Regions from separate parts of the Arabidopsis thaliana genome. Here region 1 is linked to region 2. Evidence: chromatin contacts called from public capture Hi-C data. All regions are on one chromosome and are shown on one strand. The core of a region is the stretch at or near the end of the contact, and the rest is flanking DNA. Distances in the headings are between cores, read along the strand shown.

Region 1 (5,348 bases), core at 707-3,206, 91 kb after region 2:
TTGTAAGCTTGCTGTCTCGGTACGGGACATGACCACTGACTCAACCAAATAAAAGGCCAATAAGATTAGACACTTAATGCTTATGTACCATATGCTTCGTTCCCTAACAAAACTGACAAGAAAAACCTACCCTTGAGTTTCTACTCCTTCACTCAGTTTTTTTATGACAGTCCCGAGTGTCATCAAGCTTTTGTTTATATGTGAGCCCTCCTTCAACCTAACACCCTCTGCACCGGTTTTTGCAGCCCGTTCTGAACCAGCTAGATCCACCAAATTCTACAAATGGTAAGAAAGAAGAAAGCTGAAAAAGAAAATAATACGTTGCATATAAGGGAACAAAAACACTAGTTCCAATGGAATAATACCAGAACAGAAACACGAACTGCATCACAGGAATTTCCAACACCTTCATCTTGCATCTTCTGTCTACTTTCTATAATCTGTTTAATAAAAAAGCTGGCGAGTTAAAAATCAACTTACATTAAACTAAGCACTAAGGTTGAGTATACATATTTACCATGCGAAAAATAGTGTGAGATCTGCTACTGTAAAGATTCATATTTGTCTCCCCAATATGCCGATGAGCTGAAATTATATTTCCAAAGACAAAAGAATATCCATCAACTAAATCAATATTAGCGAAACCAAGATTGGAGACAGAAGATTAAAACCAGGAGATGCTATACAAATGCATGTGCACAGGTGAAGAAAACACAAGAATTGTGTTTAAAACAAACAAAATAAAGAAAATAATGAGAAGAAAACAGAAAGTACATTCTCCAAATTCCATCATTTCAAGGACTTGTTGAGGGGAAGCGACAATCTCTTCTCGTAATCCAGCAACAAATATTCCTTTCTATAACATTAAGATTGGTAAGCACATCAGAATCGCTAGAGAATTTGGTTACAGGGGATTCTAAGAAGACATACAATAAGTACCTCTAGATTTTCATGAATCTGTAGTTTTCTGTGCTCAGGGGCCAGCAAATCGTTAATATCTTCATTATAAATCTCCAGGTACGACATACGCAACAGAAACTCTCTACTTGCATCCTAAGGGGATAGAGCAAAAAGAAAAACAGTTGTTCCTCAAATCAATACCTTCCCACAAAGAACACCAAAACTAGAAAAATCCAATTCACAACAACTAATGCTAAGAATGTAAAGGGATGAACCTGATATATAGTGTCAAACAAATCATGTACAGCGAGAGGAATAACTCCAGGTTCAATAGGTGAGCCTCGCATTGTATGCGTCTTGCCACTGTTAGTTTGCCCGTAAGCAAATACGGTTCCTTCAATCGAGCAGATATCATTAGCCAAAAACGAAAAACTCAGTACCCTTGAAACCCAAAAAAAGGAGCAAGGGAGATTCAAATCAAAAGAACCCCAAATTATCAAAATTGAAGCAACAATTCGAAAAGGGCTAAGTAAATCAGCTAAACCCATTAGTAGAATTGCTGCATTTTACCGTTGAATCCACGAACAGCGGCAGAAACAATCTCCTTCGTCCGCGCCTCATACACTTGGACAGTTTTACAATCTTCTCTAAAAATTCGATCTGTTATTGTAGGAAAATAGAGAGAGCTTGGGTATGAAAATTGCAAGCAGGAGAAGAAAATGGATAGAGAAGTGAGAAGGGAATTGAGAAAAAGAGTACCAAATTCAAAAGCGAGAGAAGAGTGATTGGGCATGAAAATTGAGTCGGAAGAGATCTTCCAGGGACTTGTCTTCGCGTCCTCCGACGAAAGCGGTCGCGCTCTGACTGAGACATGGATTCTCTCCATTCTCCGATAATCTTCTCCGGCGAACAAAGTAAGACCTAAAATATCTCTTTCTCAGGTGTTCGAAATTAGTTTTCCCTCCCTCTCAAAATCTAGTTTACCTTAAAAAAAAATCGAATTTCAAAAACCGTATCGAACCGGTTAGTTAATACACCAGACAATCGCGCTTCCCCAACCAAACTATTTTAAAATACTACGCCTTGTTGAAGTTTGAACTATGATTATGATAAATTGTAATTTCATTAATGTTTCAAAGTTTGGATATTTGTTCAAGTGTAATAATGTACGTCTCAGAAAGAAAAGAAAAGAAAAACAAGGTTTGGATAAATCTAACTTCTAACCAAAGCATATGAATATGTTTGTAATTGTTTAATTAGTATGATTGAGGATTATGAATCGATAAACTTTAGAATACATATATTCAATGTTTGCATATAATTTATCCAAAAAAAGATCCTTGAAACACGTAACTAAAGACAACTAAAACTCGTACTTTTCGGTTAATCTAACTAAGTACAGTTACACTAAAAAAATAAATGAAATAACGATAAAGTTAAAGTTGAGTAGGAAACTTCCAGGAAATTGCCAATAGGTAAACTCTCACACTTATCACTCCCCCCATTTATATATGTCTTCACTTTCTCCATCAAATCATTAAATTCACACTATGAAACTCGCCAAACTAATTCCAAAACGTTTCTTCATCAGATCCAAAGATCGTTCCACTGTCTCTAAGTCCCCCACGGCTTTTTCCTTCGGATCCGCTTCCTCATCTTCCGGCCAAGACTGTAAAAACTCCGGTGGTGATGGCGGTGGCGGTTCCGTTACCCCGACTAGCATTCTCCCGGAGGTTCCTTCTCCTTATTCCTACGTCGAGATTCTCCAAGCGTTTAAGTTGATAGACAGAGACAACGACGGAGCTGTCTCTAGACACGATCTTGAGTCGTTACTTAGCCGGCTAGGTCCTGATCCTTTGACGGAGGAGGAGATCAACGTTATGCTTAAAGAGGTGGACTGCGACGGCGACGGTACGATCCGTCTTGAAGAGCTTGCGAGTCGTGTAGTCTCTTTAGATCCGGCTCGTGACTCGACTGAGCTGAAGGAGACTTTCGAGTTCTTTGACGCGGATCGTGACGGTTTGATCTCGGCTGATGAGCTTCTACGAGTTTTCTCGACCATCGGAGATGAACGGTGCACGTTAGATGATTGTAAGCGTATGATAGCAGATGTTGATGAGGACGGTGATGGTTTTGTGTGCTTCACTGAGTTCTCACGAATGATGGATCTCCAGCGTTGATCTTCCCTTTTCTTTTTTTTCAAAGTTTTTTTTTTCTTGTTTTTGCTATGCCTATGAAGCTCTTTTTGCCCTTGTTCTAGGGTTACGAGTATCTTTTGTTTTCTTGGGAATTAGTGTTTTTTTTAAGCTGAATAAGCTGTAGTTCTAACGAAGAAAAGATGAAATTTTGAGTATGAAGTAATTAATAATAAAGATTCTGATATAATCCATTCTTAAATTAAATAAATTGCATAAAGATGCATTTAGATTTGAGAATTTACTCAGTTTGCAGCTTTTTCAGTCAAAATTCATTTATACCATTAATGCTAGGACATGTGAGGCACAATAATTTTTCCATTAAATTGTGAAAGAAAAACAATGGTCTAATTTGTCAGATTCCTCAAAAGGCATGTTCTTAATTTCATTGCTCCTTTGAATATATAAGATTCTTGTACCATTTTCTATTTTCTTATATTCTACTGCCATTTTTGCAAAATGTTAGTATATAATATTTAGGTTTTAAAAACCAATTGGCCATGTTAACTTAGCTCGTCAGTGTATGTATGAGTCGTAGGGATGATTGATAATAGAAATACATTGTAGATGAAAGATGCGTGTGAAGAAGATAATAGTGAAGTAATGAAGTAGTCCTAATTAACTACTTTAATCCCAGCTAAAATAAAAGCAACATGCATAAATATATTATATCAGATCAGACTAATTTTGAGGTTGATGGAGAAGGAGGTTTTCGAGTAGTAGAAGCAGGAAGTCTTTTAGCAGAACAGATACAACAACAATATCCGTTGTAACAAATCGGCATCTTTCCTGTTCTCTTACATCTTGGAATCCCAATCTCAACACAATCTCTATCCGTTTGACATATATCTCCAACACTCATTGTCACCAAGCCTGTATATATATACGTTCAATAGTATAAGCAAATTAAGGACTAATGATATTGAAAACCATAATAAGTGTTTGATATATCGAGATTGACATAAATTACTTACACGACGAGACAAGGAAGAGAATGACGAAGAATGCTGAAATTTTCTCCATTTTTTTTTCACTTATTTGATTGAAGATGGATTTTTGGATTCATAGGTGTCCCTTGTAATTTATACAACTCGTGATTAATGGTTTGGTCTTTGTTCAAATCTAATAGGATATATATCAGTTAAATACATGTCCAAAATAATTGGTCAACAACTAAAGTATTTCCTTAATTATTTTGTCAACGAATATTCTTTTTCAACTTGTGATTGTTAAGTTTCCAAACAGTGAATCGTTAGAAGAATTTAGAGATTACGAGATAGAATTAATTCAAGAAAGTATCATAATTCATAACTTAAATATTCAAATCAATTTCATAATCTCCGAATCGTCCTAATATGGAAACTTCAAAATTTAAAGCAATAGAGAAAAGAAAAAAAAAACGAAAAAACAATAATATATTACTAAAATTAAAGATATTAATTTCTGAAGATATTACTCATCTAAATAAAACTGTTTTGACACGTAGATTAAGTGAGGACGTGACAAGTCTCAAAGGCTGAAGACCACTCTCTCACTCTGCTTACTTGATCCATTGTTTGGATTCGAAAGTAAAGTAGAAACGAATCCCGAGGAACACGAAGAAACGATAGATACTTCTCCTTTAAGAAGAAGAAGAAGAAGAAGAAGAAAGAGCGACAGAAACAATGAGAGGTTCTGTAATTGGTGCAGAGAGATCCGGGCAGACGATAATGGTGGCTCTCGTTCTTATGGTTGGATCATTTTACACTGGCTCTCTCTTCGGAACCAACCAACCCATTTACGTCTCTCATCCTTCTTCTCACTCTGGTCCCTACTCTCTCACTCTCACTCTCTCTCTCTCTTTATTTTTTTTTGGTAAAAGGATCACTCTGTTCTTCCTTCTTCAAAAGTTTTTTCTGCATGCGGTTGGATTCTTGTAGATTTGGCTAAGTTTTGGTCTCTCGAGGCTAAATTTATCAATGCTCAGTCAAAATAATTAGAGTGATTCTTGTTGTTGTTGCAGCTTCTTCCAAATTTGCAAACAAAATTGAGCTTACTTATAGAAGATTACCACTAGTCATACCTGAATCTGGGATGAATGTGTGTCCACTGGAGTTCAATGAGTATATACCTTGTCACAATGTCACCTATGTGCATCAGCTGCTACCAAGCTTGAATCTTTCTAGAAGAGAAGACCTCGAAAGGCATTGCCCGCCACTCGAGCACCGCCTTTTTTGCTTGGTACCTCCGCCAAATGATTATAAGATACCTATT
Region 2 (5,333 bases), core at 172-2,671:
ACTCAAAAAGTGAGGAGAGAGAAGGATGGTATAAAGGTGAAGGGTTTGAGAATATGCATCTCCAAAGCAGGAGATGGGCGGGAAAGATTAGGGTTCAGTTCGATTATTCCGCATATGGAGTGTTGTATAATGGATCAATATACGATGCGGCGTCTACTTTTGAATCTTATGGCGTTCCTCATGGATCTTCTGGTGACATTCTCCATTGATTCTTCTTTCTGGTTATAGTTTATGATTAGACGTTTGTCTTTGTCGGAAACTGTAAATATAGGTCAAGTGATCGATCATGTAATTGGTGATCAGTCAAATAAGTAATGATTGGATCTTTGGTTAACCAAAAATATAATTGAATCTTTCTCGATTTGGAGTTTTCATGTTCTCATCTCTGTACTAGTGAAATTATGAAATTTTATAACTGTTTTGAATCTATTGGTATTGGTTTTGAAACTTGTTTGTTTTCTTTTCCTTGATAGATTTGATAAAGGCAGTACCTGAGAGTCACAAGAAATTCTTGACCAATATGGTTTGGGTACATAAAGAGGTAAGGGCTTTTCTCCTACCATGTGACGTTTCTTAGGAACAAATGTTGAGTTGTTATAAAGCAAATACTTTTTGTCTAAGAAAGCATAAGCTAAATTTGTAGGAAAATGTACATGTAGTAATAGTTATCATATTGTTGATACTATTGTAGGATGATGTTTGTATAGAAACAGAGGAAGGCCTTACGCATTGTAAGTTGATTGCCGTACATGCTGGTCTAGAGACAAAGAATAACGTAGAAGAACAGCTTAAACTATTGAGAGATAAAGACACAAGCATCCCAAGAATACAACCTCTAACTGGTCGGAAAACCGTTTGGGGGATCCCACAGGTAAAAAAAACATTGAAAGAACCAAACTTTGTATTAAGATCTTGCTCTCTTTTGAAATCTCTTTGTATGACTTTGTTTGCTCTGGAACATACTCTGTAGGAACTGGATGATAAAAAGACTATTGTTGTTAGCGGCCACCATGGGAAACTTCACATCGATGGCTTGAGATTGATCATCGATGAAGGTGGTGGATATACCGATACACCTTTGGCTGCAATTGTTCTTCCTTCTAAGAAGATTATCCGCGACACCGATAATTTTTCCAATTAAGTATATCATGTCTTCATATTAAAATTGAAACTTCTAGTAGTTTTTGTGATTGTTCTGTTGTTACTTTTTAATTAGTGTTTCGGTCTTTTCCGCTACTTGTATAACTTGATAATTTTTTTCCAAAATTAGAAAATGGTATAACTACTTAACACTGTTATGAAAAAAAATTTTGAAACTTGTAAATTCTTTTGCATGTTGTTAGCTTATGAACCACCAACTTAGAAAGGAGATAAGAAGAAGCTAAGAAAAACTAGACGACCAAAAAAACATGTTATTATTTCGAAATAATATATATAGCCAAAGGCCCATGAAGCCCACAAGTACATTATCATCATTTCAAGAAACAGAGAGAGACTAATGGCGCAAAAACCACGAACGGTGATCTGCGTCGGAGACATCCATGGATACATATCAAAGCTCAATAACCTCTGGCTTAATCTCCAATCTGCCATCGACCCATCAGATTTCAGCTCAGCTCTCGTCATATTCCTTGGCGATTACTGCGATCGTGGACCGGAGACTCGAAAAGTCATCGATTTCTTAATCTCTCTGCCGGAGAAACATCCCGATCAAACTCATGTCTTTCTCGCCGGGAACCATGACTTTGCCTTCTCTGGGTTCTTAGGTTTGTTGCCTCGTCCTTCAGATGGATCTGATTTGAAGGATACGTGGAAGGAGTACTCAAAAAGTGAGGAGACAGAAGGATGGTATACAGGTGAAGGGTTCGAAGATATGCATCTTCAAGGTAGAAGATGGGCTGGTAAAATTAAGGCTACGTTCAATTCTGTGAAAGGGATGGCTTATAAAGGATCGATTTACGATGCTGGATCGACTTTTGAATCTTATGGCGTTCCACATGGATCTTCTGGTAAATTTCTCAATCATTGTGTTTTGGGTTCTTCATAGGTTTTAATTTGTTATTACATTTGGTGGAAACTTGTAAGCTGGTTGAAGTTGTTTGTGAAATTTGGTTATTTAAGCTGCGATTGAATCTGTACACACTTCTATTCTCTCGTACAAGTCATTCTTGTGAATTTGGTGGTCATGCAACGATTGGATCTGTTCACATTTCAATATAGAGCTACGTGGTTGGCTAAAGTTTGAATCTTTCTCGATTTGGAGTTTACATGTTCTCATGAGTCTCATCTTTGTGCTGATGAAATGATGACATTTTAATACTTGTTTGTTATCTATTCCGTTGATAGATTTGATGAAGGCAGTACCTGAGAGTCACAAGAAGTTCTTGACCAATATGGTATGGGTTCATGAAGAGGTACGGGCTCTTTTCTCCTACCGTGCTACCCTGTGATGTTTGTAGGAATAGTAGTTTAGTGGTTACAAAACTCGAACTTTAGACTTACGGATTAATCTCTTGCAACCCCTTAGATGGTAACATCCATGCTAATTCCAACAAAGGAGCTATCATAAGTCCACTTGGTTATTCTGTTGCAGGACGATGTTTGTATAGAAACAGAGGAAGGGCTTAAGCATTGTAAGTTGATCGCCGTACATGCTGGTTTAGAGAAAGGGAATAACGTAGAAGAACAACTGAAGCTTTTGAGAGCTAAAGACACTAGCATCTCAAAAATACAACATCTAAGTGGTAGGAAAAACGTTTGGGACATCCCACAGGTAAGGCATCGAAAGAATCAAACTTTGTGTTAAGATCTTCCTTAGTTTTTGAAATCTCTTTCTCTGAAACATTCTTCAGGAGCTGGATGATAAACATACTGTTGTTGTTAGCGGGCACCATGGAAAACTTCACATCGATGGTATGAGATTGATCATCGATGAAGGCGGTGGATTCCCGGATAAACCAGTGGCAGCAATTGTTCTTCCTTCCAAGAAGATTATCCGTGACACCGATAATTTGTCTAGTTAAGTTTTTCTCATCTACTATTGTACCAAAGTCAATTTTGATTTCAAAATAAATGTAGTAAGGTTTAGCACTAAATTGAATTTACTTTTCTTACAAAGAAAATAAATGGGCCTCTGAAAGAGTAAGCCCAGATTTTGGAAGCGGTCTAGTGGTGTAATGTAGCTCGAAATCTTTTGGGTTGTTCAAAAAAGCCCAAACAAAACATGCTATAATCCATTTTTAATCGAAATTATTTTTCCGCAATACTATTAGAAAAAACAAAAAATGGGCCCAATAAAAAGGCAAAAAAGGACAGATAAGAAAAGGAGTTGTCAGAATGTGCAAACACATGCTTACTTAATTTTTAGTATAAAACAATGACAGCTGTTTACTTCGGTTGGTTCACGTGAATCGGATTTTGTATATGAACAAATTCCCAAGCCTAAGTAAGCGGATAACCAAAATTCGACTCGATTTGTTGATAAACCATCAAGTTTTTTTCGACTAAACTAGTAACTTTTTCTAGGACAATGGTATTCTGATGTAACCCGAAAAAATTGCGACATCCAACTTGACAAAATTAAGAACATCATTTTCTATGATTTTTATAAAAAATAAATATTGAAATTGTTTTGGTTAAATGTATGTAACGTGAAAGTTGGACAATTTTGCTGGATTATGTTATTTATTTCAGTTAAAATATGGTTGTTGACGCAGAATCTAGTAGTTCAGCTGAAGGAATGTGTGTACATTATATATTAAATATGTGACAAAATAATTCGACACGAGATTTCCATAATTACGAGTTTCGACAATATTATGTACAGAGTTCTGTTGGTACAATACAACACCAAAGAATTTCCAGACAGCAATCTAGACTAGATCACTTCTTTCTCTGGCAATTATTTGTTTATGTCAAAACAGATCATCTTTTTGACATTAATAGAAAGTTTCGTTCATTTGGGTCATTCAAGTAATCAAGTGTACATTGATTCTTAGGAGTGGATTTTAATTTTCGGTAAAAAGGTTTATGTAGTAACTCAATGTATATGATAAATAGTTTAATGTCAACAGTCGAAATTCCAATCCTAGAAATACTCAACTTCGACAAAAAAAAAAATGGTAAGTGGCTAAGTGCACCAGTTCCCGGAAGTTAATCCAAAGAGTTAAATCATTATTTTTCGGCACCAAAAAATATGCGCAGTATAGTAGATCCATGATATAGAGTTGTTGACCAACATATAAAGGTTATTTTTAAACATAGTATTATATATTGGAAATATTCATCTGATCATCTCTATGATTAATTACCATCATCGTAATTAACGAAGAAACATAAACAAAGAAATGATATGTCTCATATGGACGAAGAAGAAAGATTGAAAGAATGGGAAGTATCTTTGCATTTTGGCAGTTACGCTAATCCAACTGACATCCCCAAAGATTCTGGCCCCTACGAAACCATTGTTGTCGCTGTATGTATATACATTTGATTCCTTACAATATTCTAAGTACATAAATGTTATGGTAATAAATTGATGGGTCCTTTTAGTCAAAAATAATAATATTGCTTGGGCAGACTCTTGTTTAATAGGGAGTGTATACATTTAAGGTTCGAATGATCGCAGAACAATGGGAAACGTTTTCAACTTTTTATTTCTGAAATTTTTTGCGTCATAAAGTACAAAGATTCCGTAATAATTACCATTAACTATAATATATTCGTAATAAAATTATCTGGCATGGACATTGGAGAGGGAGACATACATACGACATATCATTGATTTAATGGAAAATATGAGGTTTGATGAGAGACAGCAAATCATTTTTCATGAGACCATTAAATCCTAAGTAAGTGCTGATGCTGGCAATTAGGTATAAAGTCGATATCCTCTTCCTCAATCACGTTCATAATCATCACAATTAAGAGTTATATTATTAAGAGAATCAATAAAATTTTGTGCAAAATTTCTTAATAGAAAGTAAAGTTTAAACGGTGAAGCATGGAAGACGTATTCGATTGGTGGCAAACGCTTTCAACACACTATTCGATTTAAGTTTTGTTTCTTATTTGAACATTAAAAACTAACCATTTTGCGATCATTTAACTTACAAAAAATCTGGTTTAAGTTGTTAGATAAACACATCATCAGTTACACTTATTCCGTTGTAGATATTCAGAATGTTACATAATTTTAATATAATTTACTTAGAAAACAAGGACAAGTTGGGATCCATAAAAGAATAATTAAAGAAAAAGTATGGGCTCCAAATGATAATCTGGTGCACGCGATAACACAAACACCGGTTTAGTGGGTCCTTTGTGGCAGAGAA

What was found. Capture Hi-C pulls out chosen DNA fragments and counts their contacts.
Region 1: a contact with region 2 is called in a capture Hi-C map of shoot, with 5 times the contacts expected there. The contact joins the promoter of AT3G10180 here to the promoter of AT3G09970 in region 2. A contact is called at or near these places in 1 of 26 Hi-C or Micro-C datasets (root) and 2 of 3 other capture datasets (seedling and shoot).

The regions. Positions count from the first base shown.
Region 1 is chr3:3,152,859-3,158,206 of TAIR10.1, forward strand. AT3G10180 (P-loop containing nucleoside triphosphate hydrolases superfamily protein) reads right to left here and starts at 1,957. Exons shown (of 32, transcript NM_111853.4): 1 at 1,660-1,957; 2 at 1,471-1,560; 3 at 1,176-1,294; 4 at 940-1,053; 5 at 775-856; 6 at 518-585; 7 at 366-440; 8 at 131-276; 9 at 1-35. The coding sequence starts at 1,786. AT3G10190 (Calcium-binding EF-hand family protein) reads left to right here and starts at 2,365. Exons shown (of 1, transcript NM_111854.5): 1 at 2,365-3,329. The coding sequence starts at 2,451. The coding sequence ends at 3,080. It overlaps AT3G10195 (Putative membrane lipoprotein), which reads right to left and starts at 4,153. Exons shown (of 2, transcript NM_001035590.2): 1 at 4,070-4,153; 2 at 3,693-3,968. The coding sequence starts at 4,118. The coding sequence ends at 3,772. It overlaps AT3G10200 (S-adenosyl-L-methionine-dependent methyltransferases superfamily protein), which reads left to right and starts at 4,614. Exons shown (of 7, transcript NM_111855.4): 1 at 4,614-4,901; 2 at 5,098-5,348. The coding sequence starts at 4,760.
Region 2 is chr3:3,062,315-3,067,647 of TAIR10.1, forward strand. It overlaps AT3G09970 (Calcineurin-like metallo-phosphoesterase superfamily protein), which reads left to right and starts at 1,422. Exons shown (of 4, transcript NM_111832.3): 1 at 1,422-2,009; 2 at 2,347-2,414; 3 at 2,594-2,773; 4 at 2,853-3,263. The coding sequence starts at 1,499. The coding sequence ends at 3,023. It overlaps AT3G09960 (Calcineurin-like metallo-phosphoesterase superfamily protein), which reads left to right. Exons shown (of 4, transcript NM_111831.5): 1 at 1-192; 2 at 474-541; 3 at 692-871; 4 at 971-1,280. The coding sequence ends at 1,141.